Regions from separate parts of the Mus musculus genome. Here region 2 is linked to region 1. The links are chromatin contacts, called in public Hi-C maps. All regions are on one chromosome and are shown on one strand. Each heading gives the region's core, a stretch centred on a gene start, on an enhancer-like site or on the middle of the called end of the contact. The rest is flanking DNA. Distances are from core to core; before and after follow the strand shown. Region 1 has its middle 44 kb from the start of Gm26839. Region 2 overlaps Efcab11 (EF-hand calcium binding domain 11).

Region 1 (7,116 bases), core at 3,056-5,555:
AATCCTAGTGAAAGGCTTTCAGCTTCTTGCCCTGGAAGGCCCATGTGACTAGGAGCCACATTAGGTGTGGTGCCATGATGTTTTCACTTCTAAGCTACCAAAATATGAGCCGACCAACCTCTCTATGTTATAACTTAGTCTCGGGTGTTTTGTTATAGCAACACAATACAAAACAGATGTAAGAAACCCATGAATTCATTATGTGTAAATGCATATAGTAGCTCCCACCCCCTTTTTCTGTTACATGTGCTTGTTTGGGCAATGAATAACAAACCATTCATTCATCTTTTTTTAAATTGAATTTTCTCAGTTGGTGCCAGATACTGTGCTAGTTGTTGGGGTCACAGCAGTTAAAGGGAGTGAAGGGCCCTTGCCAGTAAGGAGATTCTATGTCATTAGTAAATAAACAAGAAGAACAGAAGTGGATTGTCATAGGAAGCAATGAAGAATATAATTCCTAGTGGCCACCTCTGAGGACACACTTATAGCCTTACACATTCAGGAACATCCTTTGCAGGAGTAGAAAGAGGAACTTCTATGCTAAGAGCACAGCTAGTTCAAAGGCCTCAGCCAGGGCATAGGGAGGGACTTGGCTTGTTTATGGAAGTGAGCGTACAATGAATGGGTGAATCTGAGAATGGAATGGAGCCCCAGAGGTGATCAGGTGGGTTGGCGTTAGGAGAGTTTGGATTCAGTCTGGCTCCCAGGGAAGCCATTTCTTGGCATGGGAATGGCATGGCAGGCTCTTAGGTTCAGAGCATTCCATGTCTGGCTTGTGCAAAATGGCTCAGAAGGAGGCTAGATTGTGTTCATGGCGGCCAGGGGAACAATGTTTCTAGTCCAGTGTTAGGTGAATGTTTGAAATAGGGAAGACAAAGAAAGTTTTCTAGGTGGTTGAAATGGGAAACAGAGGCCTGGATAGAAGGTAGGCGTTTACTGAGGTGGAAGAGATGAAGACAGGACGTAGTGGAAGGTGGATTTAGGGGGAAGTCTCAAGTTCTCGTTGAAGTCAGGCATATTGGTGGCACAAAACATCATTTGGACCAGCAGTCAGGGACCACTTTCATCATTATGTCCTGCTAACCAGAATCCCTCCATGTCCTGATAAGCGATTAGCTTTCTGCCTGCATACACATCATCTCTTGGGTACCACTCTGTGTCCAGGTTTGTATGGAATGGGACCCTCAGCAGTAAACACTGTAGCTCGCTTACAGTAACTGCTGAGAATTCAACAGCTGTCACTTATCTATATCCAGTGTCCCCAGCTTAGCAAAGAACAGAACTTTACATCAGGAAGGAGGGACAGATGGAGTCCTGGGGATTTCTAGCCAAGAGGGCAGTGGACATTTGTAATCCTAGAATTTGGAGAGAGATACAGGAGGATCAAGAGTTCAAGGCTAGCCTGGGCTACATGAAGTTCTGTTGCAACAAAACAAAACACAAAGCAGGAAAAAAAAAAAGAGAGTCGAGGTTCTCATCTCTTGTAACATTGATGAAATGGCATTTTTGTAAAAGAAAAGAAAGTTCAATTATAAGAAAGCGATTAAAGTCCTGAATAGAACAGCAATGGCTTGTGCTGTAAGATCAGTCTCGATAAATGGGACCTCATAAAATTGCAAAGCTTCTGCAAAGCAAAAGACACCATCAATAAGACAAAAAGGCCACCAACAGATTGGGAAAGGATCTTTACCTATCCCAAATCGGATAGGGGACTAATATCCAATATATATAAAGAACTCAAGAAGGTGGAGTCCAGAAAATCAAATAACCCCATTAAAAAATGGGGCTCAGAGCTGAAAAAAGAATTCTCACCTGAGGAATACCGAATGGCAGAGAAGCACCTGAAAAAATGTTCAACATCCTTAGTCATCAGGGAAATGCAAATCAAAACAACCCTGAGATTTCACTTCACTCCAGTCAGAATGGCTAAGATCAAAAATTCAGGTGACAGCAGATGCTGGCGAGGATGTGGAGAAAGAGGAACACTCCTCCATTGTTGGTGGGATTGCAAGCTTGTACAACCACTCTGGAAATCAGTCTGGCGGTTCCTCAGAAAATTGGACATAGTACTACCGGAGGATCCCGCAATACCTCTCCTGGGCATATATCCAGAAGATGTCCCAACTGGTAAGAAAGACACATGCTCCACTATGTTCATAGCAGCCTTATTTATAATAGCCAGAAGCTGGAAAGAACCCAGATGCCCCTCAACAGAGGAATGGATACAGAAAATGTGGTACATTTACACAATGGAATACTACTCAGCTATTAAAAAGAATGAATTTATGAAATTCCTAGGCAAATGGATGGACCTGGAGGGCATCATCCTGAGTGAGGTAACCCAATCACAAAGGAACTCACACAATATGTATTCACTGATAAGTGGATATTAACCCAGAAACTTAGGATACCCAAGATATAAGGTACAATTTGCTAAACGCATGAAACTCAAGAAGAACGAAGACCAAAGTGTAGACACTTTGCCCCTTCTTAGAAATGGGAACAAAACACCCATGGAAGGAGTTACAGAGACAAAATGTTGAGCTGTGACGAAATGATGGACCATCTAGTGATTGCCATATCCAGGGATCCATCCCATAATCAGCTTCCAAATGCTGACACCATTGCATACACTAGCAAGATTTTGCTGAAAGGACCCAGATATAGCTGTCTCTTGTGAGACTATGCCGGGGCCTAGCAAACACAGAAGTGGATGATCACAGTCAGCTATTGGATGGGTCACACGGCCCCCAATGGAGGAGCTAGAGAAAGTACCCAAGGAGCTAAAGGGAACTGCAACCCTATAGATGGAACAACAATATGAACTAACCAGTACCCCGGAGCTCTTGTCTCTAGCTGCATATGTATCAAAAGATGGCCTAGTCGGCCATCACTGCAAAGAGAGGCCCATTGGACTTGCAAACTTTATATGCCCCAGTACAGGGGAACGCCAGGGCCAAAAAGGGGGAGTGGGTGGGTAGGGGATTGTGGGGGTGGGTATGGGGGACTTTTGGGATAGCACTGGAAATGTAAACGAGGAAAATACCTAATTTAAAAAAAAAATGAAAACACACACACACAAAAAAAAAGCGATTAAAGATGAGAGAGGCCCCGGAGAGATGGTTCAGCAGTTAAAAGGCATATTACACAGGCCGAGGGCCAGAGTTCAATTCCCAGCATCCACATCAGATGACTTAGCACCACCCTTAGCACGGTGCAGAGGGTCTGGTGTCCCCTTCTTGACCCCCCAGGCTCATGCCACATGTACACATATGGTCTCCCATGTACATAATGTGACCAACCAGATCATTGGTGGTGAAAGATAAACTAGTTTTAGAGAACATAGCCAGATATCTGGCCTTTTGGCTGCCATATTGCTTACTGGGTCACGATTGATTGGCAGTCACATCTACCACACCATTCTTCCCTTTCCATTCCTGTTCTTTTTCCCAGTGGAGGGAACTTGGTATGCATGTGGAAAGTAAAGGAGAGGAGGAAGAGGAGAGGAGAGCCATGGAGTCCATTCAAAAGCCCTGGGGGAGGGGCAGCAGGACTTTGAGAAAGGTGGCTATCATGACTGGGTCATGTTAACATGGGCGGGTGTCAGATAATGCCATCCCCCCATGTTAGCAGGCTGAATAGAATTTCCATGTCATGGTCTCAATGTTGCAAGATTGGAGCTGATACCCCCTGTGACATGCCCGTGTCCTGAACCAGCCATTTTTGACAAAGCAGGATCCAAAAGACATTGTCTCCTAAGGCTAAAAGCTAACCGTTTGTTGCCTCTTTTTTTTTTAATTTAAGTTATTTCTTCCCTGTAGGAAAGTAAAGAAATGGTGCTAAAATAATAATTAAATGCTGACAGGGCTAAGTTTCTCCCCAGCATGAGCCAGCAGCAGTTTCCTACCACAACATTAGGTCATTTGAAGAAAAAAAAAAATTCGACGAAGTACAAACGTTTCTAGGCTTTCCCTGTTAGCCTCTCTTCAATGAACCAGCAGCAGAAATGAAAGGGTGTAATTTGACAGCCACAATTTACTTAAGGGTGGGGGAGATACAATGGTAGCGTGTGTGTCAGAGTGAGGTTTGTCTAGGGACTTCTTCTTGCTCTTTCCTGGTGAGGATTGTTTGCCAGCCCTGAGCTTCTCATGCCAGTGTCCTGGACTGAGGCCCAGAGCTGCCTTCGAGGCCAGCCTTTCCTTTTCTTTCTTTTTCTTTTTCTTTCTCCCCTTCCTCTGTGCAGCGGGTTTCCCATTGCTGGGGTTGAATGACCTTGACTGGAGCAGGCTCAGGAAAGGAAGTGTCCTTGCATGGAGCTCCTCCGCACAGCCCTCAGCGGTGGCTTTCTGCATCTGGCGGCTCCCTGCGTCTCTTTGTATTAACTCGCTGTGGCATGAGGGCTGCAGGCCAGATTTGACGTGTAGATGGAGTTGTTGTGTGGCATATGGTAAACGAAGCCGGCGTTGCTAATTATGCTTCCTCTGTACTTTCTCCTCGGATTCTGCTCGACCATGGCTTTCTAGCGTTTGGACCCCGAGTTCTACTTTTTTGGGGGGGGGCTTGGTTTAGTCTCGTCTTTGTGGATACTGGAAAGAGAGTTTCAATTTCGGGGCTCATGCAACCCAAATCCTTCATTTCAAAGATCAGGAGGACATCAGGTCTCGGAGACTGTTTCGGAAGGGACTTGCAAGATGGAGGTCAAAGCTCAACTCCCCTAAGCATCTGGCGAGCCCAGCTCTGTCCTTCAGTGTTGTGCCTTGCACAGGTGTGTAGTAATTCATTTCCTGGTGCCTCCGGGACAGAGCATTCGGACTGCCAGGTGTGAACTGTTCTGGAGCCCAGGATTCCAAAGCCAAGGTGCCAACAGGGTTGCCCAGGTGACCACAGGGACCTGTGGAGAACGTTCCGCGCCTCTTGGCTTCTGTTTTCGTCAGCAACTCTAGTTTACTGGGGCCCAAATAGTAAAGAGAATGTGAGGCTTAGTTTTGACTCACAGTTTCTGAGAGTCTGTTCCATGGTCTCTTGCACCCCTGTGCTTGGGCAGAGCATTGTGGTAGTGGGAGGGAGTGACAGGGGCTTTTCCCTTACCCGTGGAAGCAGAGAGCAAGACTGGAAGGAGCTCAGGCTAACTAACTAAGCTTCCTCGATTGCCTGCTTACCTACGTCCTTCAGCCGTGTTCCACATCTAAGAATTAGTCCCACATCTGCCCCATGTGGACCAAGTATTTAAGCACAGGATCCTGTGGAGAGCATATCATATGCCAACCATAAAACCTTGGCACCCAATGGCTAATCGCTCCATCCCTCCATTCCCTCCCGTAATCACCCTCTGCCCCATTCCATGGGTGGCTTCTCTTCTTAGACGGATGCTAAGCGTGCAGCACTCAGGGTGTGCCTTGCTGAGCGGGCTCTCACTTCAAGCACATCTCTAAGAGACTGTTTCCGAAGCTCTCTTGCTAAGGCTTCAACAGACGCTCTGTGGGGAGAGAGAATTCACCGAGTAACGGCTGAGATGGGGTGAGTCTTTCCATGGGGGGATTTTGGAGACATTTAACTGCAATGAATCATTATCACCTTCAATAGTTCTTTGAGAGTGTGGTCTCTTTATGCTTTTCCTGTCGACTGAGGAACCTGCGTCCTCCCATGCATTATTAATGACTGTGGTAGGTAAGCGTTCCCTTTTAGCACTGACGGGAGGGTGTTTGAGTCAGTCTGGGATTAGTTATTAAGTGAGAGAAAGCTAGACACAACTCAGAGACCAGACTTCCATTGTGAACATTTATTGGTAGAGATTCCCTGGGTCCTTGGAGAAGCATTACAGCCCTTCAGTTTGGAGAGTTATCATTCATTATCTTCATTTTTATATTTATTCTACAATTGCTGAGGTGCTATCATAATTTAGGCTATAGAATAATGTGTTCTATATGACTCATTCTATAGTAACTTATTCAGCAATTAATCAAATCTTACCTTTCTATCAGACAGTTGGGTGTTTGTTTGTTTGTTTGTTTGTTTTCTCTCTTGCTTGCTCCTCGTGCTAAATCTCCACTGTGCTCGGAAGCCACCAGGTCACATGTTCTTGCTATTATTGTCTCCCATGGTGGCCAGACCAAGCTCCCACAGTTCTGTTTCCCAATTCCTTCCCCGCATTTAGTACCTACCTCCCATCATCCTTTGCACCCCTGGTTCTTACCGTCATCAGAAATGATGTCCCCTTTATGTCTGCATGAGGCCTCACATCTGCTTATGCCCACCTCTGGGCTTGCATCTAGCGCCCTTCCTTCATGGCTTTCCAACAACCCACACAGGAAACCAGCACCTCTGTAATAGCCACCATCTTTAAATGCCCTTCCTGCAAGAGGTGGTGCTTCCTGCAAGAGGTGGAGCTTCCTGATACGCGGGGTTCTGCCATGGCCATTTTGTGTGGGATGTTGCCTGTCTCGTTGTGGTTCTGAGAGTCAGGTGGGAATGAATATCAAAATCATTTAAAACTCATCTATGGAAGTGACTGTTCATATATATGTCTGTTACTCTGTGTGCCTCCATTCACCTACCTGTAAAATGGACAGATTAATCATACTACCTAGTTAAGATGAATTGAGTCCCATAGGGCAGTAACTGGCTACTAGTGAATCATCACTAGTGGCTAGCCTCCTTGTTGTCCTATCCTTACGTCCAGTATCTTTGCTGATAGGACCATAAGGCCCTGGAGGACTGGGGCTTTACAGTGCCCTCCACGTGGGCTGGAGAGTTGGCTCAGCTGTTAAAGGGTAGGCTCACAACAAAAAATAATGAGTCTCCTCCTCAGCAGAGACCTGGTGTCTGCATCTGTCTGTCTGTCCTCCGTTTTCTTTTTCCCTGAGACAGTCAAGCCTTCTCTGATTGCTCTAACTGACTAGCAGCAAAAGCTGTCTGACAGCAGTGTTGATTTTGACTCTCTACCTAAATGAGTATGGTAAGCAGATCTCTCTGGCAACTCAGATGCCATCATCCAAAAGTGGTCCAAGCTTGTTTTACTTTGATGTCTCCTCATCAGGATGAAACATGGGCATGTTTTCAAATACAGCATCTTCTTTTAGGTTCCTTGAGCCTCATTTTGACAGCCTCCAAGTGTAT
Region 2 (6,424 bases), core at 33-2,532, 270 kb before region 1:
CTCTGGTGTCTGGTGGGTCATATTCCTCGCCAAGCTGAATTGAACACTCCGAAGCGTGGCAGTGAGGGAAGGGACCGTGGAGATATTTTAATGTCACTGGTCATATTTACATCTCCTTAGCATATGACTTAATGAGACCTAATGTGCACATGTTTGTTTCTGTAAAGAAGCAGCCAGGCTCTATCCGGGTTTCAGTCTCGGAGAGGCTAGTGAAAGGTCTGAATCCCGTTTTCCTCCTGGTTTCTAATTGGTCCCTGTGAGGGAAGCCAATTACTTAAATGAAATGGGCTTCAAAGGCTGGGGACGAAGAGTAGTTAGCCCTGGCTTGCAGGTTCGCCTTTCCTTGGCTACAGAAAAAAATAAGCAAATGTCAACTTTCATGTGAACACTTGGAACAAGGAGGTGCCGTGGAGGGTGACAGGACCCAGCCTCCCCGGATGCCCCAGGCTGGCAGCTCACTCAGTGCTGGGGTGAGCTGGGGGAGCTCCCAGCTCCAGCTTGTTCAGGAGTGTGGCTTTAACTGTGTGGCCTGGTTTATCTTGAGGTACGCTTATAAATGCTATAGCACGCTTACTACAGGCTGGTTCAAATTTTTCCCACTTGGTAGAAACAAAGGAAGTAGAACCTCTAGCGAAGAATGGGTTGCTTTCTGGATGTTTGGGAGGTTGACTCTAAGTGGTAGCTTAAGTTCCTTCCCAGGCTAGTCCACGGGACAACTTTTAAGCCTTTGTGTGACTAACTTTAAACCTGTGGATTCTAACAGTGTTAAAGAAAGAATGGGGGGGGTGGAACAGGACACTTTTCTCTGCTTTTCTGAACCAGGATCAGCCTTAGGGGGTGGGGTGTCCTCCTCCCTCAGAGGTCCCTAGAATTACAGAGCATCATTGAAGATACCTGCCACTTCTTCCCTTTCTCCAACCTGTCCAGGCTCTCGTTCCTCAGTGGAGCTAGTCTCAATGTTAGTATTTTGATTTAACTGTTTCATACAAACACATAAATAAACAGTTCCTCAGGTTCTACCAGAGACATGTGCATTATTTAAATAAAATGCTTAATCATGTGCTTATTGAGTCATGCAAGCACAGAGAGAATCAAAGAATAATGTGAACGAGGCACAGATCACAAGTTTGGAGCCAGCTCGGGCCAGATAGTGAGATCCCATCTCAAAACAAACCAGGCCATGCAGGGGAAGTTCTTTAGAAGCCACAGTCACAGAGCTGTTGGCCGAAAACACTGACAGGGAGCCTGCTGCCTTGAGAGTCCCCAGCCAGCTCTGCCAGTCACCACTTCCTCCTTTGTGTTGTTTATGGCCCTTTAGGTCTCAGAAAATGCCCCATGGCAGCATCATTGTGCTGGCAGCAGTCTGGACTCCCGGTAGTGGGGAGGCCTCTAGAGGACTGGGTATTGCCCTGAGTTCTACATAAGTCACAGAGCATCAAAGGTAAGGGAGACATTGTCTGTCAAAGACACAGGTGCTGGCCTGAAGGAGAAGGCTGAGGCAAGGAACCAAATAGAGGAAAATTCTAGGGATTGTTGAGCAATTCAACCCCACAAATTGGTGATGAAAGCAAGTAGATCAGATTCCCCACTTCACACTTAAGTTCACAGCCCAGGGGGAAAATTGACCTGGGGTGAGAATCATTATGGGTGGTCTCTACCTGCCAGCCTCCAGAGCCAATTGTGAGTGAGCAAACCAGGGAACCTGAGGTCAGTGTGCCTTCTCTAGGGTGCCGTGGTGTAGCAGAGACCTGGATAAGGCTTGGAGAAATAGTGGGAACAATGAACTGAGCCTGGGGCAGGCTTCTCAAGAGACTTGAGTTGTGTGTGAGACTCTGGGGGGAAGCACCCTCCTGTGCCTTCAGGGAATTGCTAGGAAGACTTGGAAGAGGAGATACTGTCTACAGGAGGGAGACCCTGAGAAGACAGACACAGCTGTCCTGTAGGCCTCCTAGACCACCACAAGGGTTTTATCCCCAGCGTGTGGGACTTGATCTTAAGAATCTTAAACCAGAGAGACGGTTTATACTGTGTGGCCCTGACCATTGGATTAGCTGGGGTTGAGAGCTACAGGATCTTCGTGCGGGTGGTTGAGATCTGAGGGAGACCAGAAGGGGCCATTATCCCACCATGCCATTTGGGGTATGTTCTATTTTAGATATATTTCTGATTATCACTTACACCACGAATGAACTTCTATGATTGAAAACTCCATCTCTTTTGAAACTCAAGTCTACTAACAGCCTGGCAGAATTGTAGCCTGGATAACATTTTGAAGAACCTTCCTTTTCAAATTAGGTGCCCCTTCCCTTTCTCCATGCCTCTGTCCCCATCAGACTACTGGATGGTTCACCCGTCATTCTCTAACAACACCTGCTTTCAAAAGTGGCTCTGTCCAATGTGACCTATATGAACTTGATGCAATTTTGAGCCAGCTTGTCACCTTCCTGAGTATAACATGTGGTCAGTTTAACTTTATTCACCTTAAGTGAGAAAAGGCGTCTGTTGGCTCTGTCTGCTGAATCGTCCAGACTAGCTTTGGCTGTAATTCCACCGGGCTTCCTTCTTTCAGCCTTAGCCTCACTGTGATCTTGGACCAACTCCCCCCGAGGCTGTCACGGTGCCTGCAGCAGCTCTAGGCCTCCACTCACAATCTCATCAACCCGGGTTAAGAGTGTTGTTCTGCTCAAGGGCCAGAATTTCTGGGTTCTCTCTAGTGTGAGACACCTCTAAGTCGATGGTTAGGGCAAGGGTGCCTAATAATTTGAACAGTAGTCCCAGGTAGGGCATGTGGCATCTCTGCTTAGTGGCAGAGTGCAGCCCTGGAGCTTTTGGGTGCCATCTACCTCCAGAATCACAGAAATCCTGGAGGCAAGAATAGGCCAAGGCCCCCTGGGTTCTAAGGATGCCCCTAACACTGCCAGCAGCAGCAGACTTGAGAGTTTCAGTCATGTGACTCCTTGTAAAATGTTAAAGAAAATGGGTATCAGGTGGTACAGGCCTGTGTTCCAGCCTACTTTCGAGGCTATGGTAGTACGGTTAGAAGTTCAAGTTCAGCCTGGACAATTTAGTGACATGCTGTCTCAAAGTAAAGAAAGGTGGGCAGATTGCTCGGTGGTGGAATAGTGGCCTAGCATGAGTAAGACACTACATTTCAATACCCTGTGCCAGGCAGGGAGGAAATAGACAGGAAAGGAGTTGCTTTAGAGAGAATAGTGGGGTCATTCAGGAGGCTCCACAATGTCCCCACAATCAGTCCCATCCTTGGCATTCTTAGTTGCCTTTCCACTGACAGTTTCCTGGGTCATGACGATGGCTTTTGAAGCTGGAAGTCGAGAACACTCAAAATTAGCTAAGTGGGGTGAGGCAGGGTGCAGTGACAGAAATTTTCTACACAGTATTTGGAACAAGTTACCAACAAACAAACTGTTCGCCACTGTATGTATTGAGTAACCTTTGAAACTAGACTTCAGCAGTAGAATGAAATCATGCAGTATGGGAATTAGTTAAGGAGAAGTTTGATGGTCTTGTTTTTCATGTCTTACCTAGGACTAAAGATGTGTGAAATTCATGAAAAGGGATTCTTTGAAATTTGTGAAATGGTAATAGTGTTTACTTGTCTAACACACGGCTCTGTAGGCATCTTCAGAAATATTTCAAAAGCAGGCATAGTATTTAACATTTAGAAATTTATACCCTAGGTCCTTTTTCTGCACCCAGCCATATTCATTGAGACTCACAGAAACAATAGCAGAAATGGGCGCATGTGCATCCTTGCCCACAAACACCTGTCATGTGCAGGGGGATTTCGGGTGGCTGGGACAGAAGAACTCCCATTCCTCAGAGAGAGGAAAATGGTCTGAATGGAAGGAAAGACAGAGAAATGGAAAGCAGCCACAGGCTGTTCACCACCTCTTCCAGCAGGTGAGGCTACTGGGAGGAGCGTGGAGCCCTAGTGCCTGCCGAAGTTTTATTTCACATTGAAATGTTGCATAGTCTTTTGCCTGAAAGAAATTCAAGAATAAGCTGGAGGACAGCCTACTGAGGGTGAGGAGCTTCCAAGGTTGGCAAGGAAGAGAACATCCCCAGTGCCAGAGCAAGGTCGCATGTGGCTTTTGTTAGTTTTATATCTTTAAACAGGGTCTCATGTGTACCACGCTGGCCTTGAACTCCTGATCCTCCTGTGTCTAACTCCTATGTGCTAGGATTATAGGTATGAGCCACATGCTCTGCTTTACGTTTGCTTTCGAATTGCGTCATGGTCTGTTTTCTCTAAAGTTACTGTTAGAGTGCGCTGCTTAATTCTGCAGTTTCCCCTGTTGTATAGTATGTCCTGTAGGGAGATGGCCAGTGATGAAGAAAGTTTCAGCAAGAGCAACACAAAGCCACCCACTTTATTTATTTATTTTTCAAGACTGGGTTTCTCTATGTAGCTCTGGCTGTCCTGGAACTCGCTTTATAGATCAGGCTGGCCTTGAACTCACAGATCTGCTGGCATCTGCCTCCCAAGGGCTGAGACTAAAGGCATGCACCACCACAGCCCGGCTACATTTCTTTGGAAGTAAATGGTATGACAGTTTTTCCTACAGGCACTGGACACTCTCTGTGTCCCAGTGTGCTCAGCACTGTCCCTGCTGACATGGTCAGACACAAGCATTTTGGAAAACAGAATCATCGTGATTGAGTCAGGAGGCTCCTCAGCTGGCTTTCTTACCCCTTAAATACAATGAGGATTAAGCCTACAATTTCCCATTTTGTGCTACCTGTTCACTTTTCATTATTTCTTGAACTTGACGGTTCATTTTTTTTACCCTCCAAGGCTGTGAACTTCTTCTGGATAGGGGTCACTTAATCTCAGGATCTCTAGGCATATGGAAGAAGTCCAATGGATGCTCTCAAGGGATGGATGGAAATATGACACACTTCAAAAGAAAGCCACAACACAGAGGAAATTTGCTACAAGTGCATGTGGTGGGGTTAATTTTTGCATGGATTGCACACCTTCTCAGACAGCAACTCCCTGCTGGTTTTACCTACCCAAGAAACCTTGATGTCGAGGTACAGATTTATAATCCCCCCAAAAAGGTTCTCTCAAGCAGCAGCTGCTCACTGTGACACCCTAACATGTTCCCATAAGGCAGAGGCTCAAACCCTAAAAGATTTCTGCTTTCTTTTTCTGTGTAATTAAGTTCTTCCCAGAACACCTTTCATATTGTAGATTCCACAAGTGTATTTCCACAAGTCCACAGACCCACAATTGCATCACGATTACTAGCTTTTGAAAGCCTCCCTTCATTTCCCAGCCGGCAGCTTCCTGTCAGGATTCATTTCCCATTTAGAAAATATCTCTCTGACCCACAATTTTCTGGACACAATTCATCCTTCACATATTTGAGCCTTCCCATTGTCATCAATCCTTAGCTCCTCAGATGCCAAAAAAATCTGTTTATATTCACCGATAAAATCTATCCAAACCACTGAAGGACAGAAGAGTAACAAGAATGTTTAAGCGATTTTGTCCTGCGATTTTTCTAATTTAAGGAAAAATGCTTTTAGTATCCATTTCTGTTATTACTGTTTGAGAAATCAAAGTAATAACAGTTGCAGATGAAATGAGATGTGCGTTCTCTTTTCCCCTCACTCTCTATATAGTTAAAATTAAACTTGGGCTGAGCAGCAGGATAATTCAGTTCCATTTGGCAGACATCCGTGGAGATCCTCCTGCCAGTCCTCCATCACAGTGGCCTTTGTGAGAGACAGTGCTAACAGGACTTCAGGAAGTCATGGTGCCAGGGGAAACTGCTGTGGAGAGACAGGAGGCTCCGGGGTTACACTGAGTGGGATGTGCACTGCTTCTTGTTCAAGGATAGGATATAACCAGGAAGGTCTCCATTGGATCTAGCAGGGAATAAAGAGATTGGGCCATGGATGAGGTTTTGTTGCTAGGGTAAAGGATATGAGCATGTGACAAAAAGGTCAAAGGTCAAAGCTTAGACTTGCTAACACAGAAGAGTCAGAAGTCCTCTGTACTTGAGTAGATATTGGAAATCACTGTGATGAGAACTGTCAGGGTCATTTCCAAGAATGCTATTGTAGTCAGGGTGCCATGTCAGTATAAGTAGGTGATAAGAAAGACAGGGGCAGAGCCTGTTGATGATGCCAGTGTGAAGAGGGAGGCGGGAAAAGAAGGGTCGTAGGAGACCCAGGAACCTACAAATTCATGGAAATAACAAAGATGGTGTTTCAGGATGGCAGAGAGTACAGAACTCAAGAAATGAGATGTCTGAATTTAGTGTTGCATAAGAGAAAGACGAAATGTTGGCTTTTGAGGAATTTCAGGGTAGTGCGAGCCATCACCAGATGGGAGACTCTGGGAAGAGACAATATGGTATTGTAGGACTGTATCACACGGTCCCCAGTTACCTCC

The links. Hi-C and Micro-C count contacts between places; a contact is called where the count stands out from the background.
Region 2: a contact with region 1 is called in a Hi-C map of bone marrow-derived macrophages, with 20 read pairs. The contact joins two enhancer-like sites. A contact is called at or near these places in 1 of 484 Hi-C or Micro-C datasets (bone marrow-derived macrophages) and 1 of 115 datasets of contacts at active chromatin or transcription factors (microglia).

What each region holds. Positions count from the first base shown.
Region 1 is chr12:99,516,525-99,523,640 of GRCm38.p6, reverse strand. It overlaps a transcript of Foxn3 not described here. Among named protein-coding and RNA genes, the nearest start is that of Gm26839, 44 kb to the left of the region's middle. Within about 2 kb of position 4,305, at least 52 of the 459 cell types and tissues checked have an H3K27ac peak or open chromatin away from gene starts, as enhancers often do. A contact at or near this core is called in bone marrow-derived macrophages, where this site is marked.
Region 2 is chr12:99,784,614-99,791,037 of GRCm38.p6, reverse strand. All of the region lies in intron 5 of Efcab11 (EF-hand calcium binding domain 11), which reads left to right. Among named protein-coding and RNA genes, the nearest start is that of Efcab11, 96 kb to the left of the region's middle. Within about 2 kb of position 1,282, at least 98 of the 459 cell types and tissues checked have an H3K27ac peak or open chromatin away from gene starts, as enhancers often do. A contact at or near this core is called in bone marrow-derived macrophages, where this site is marked.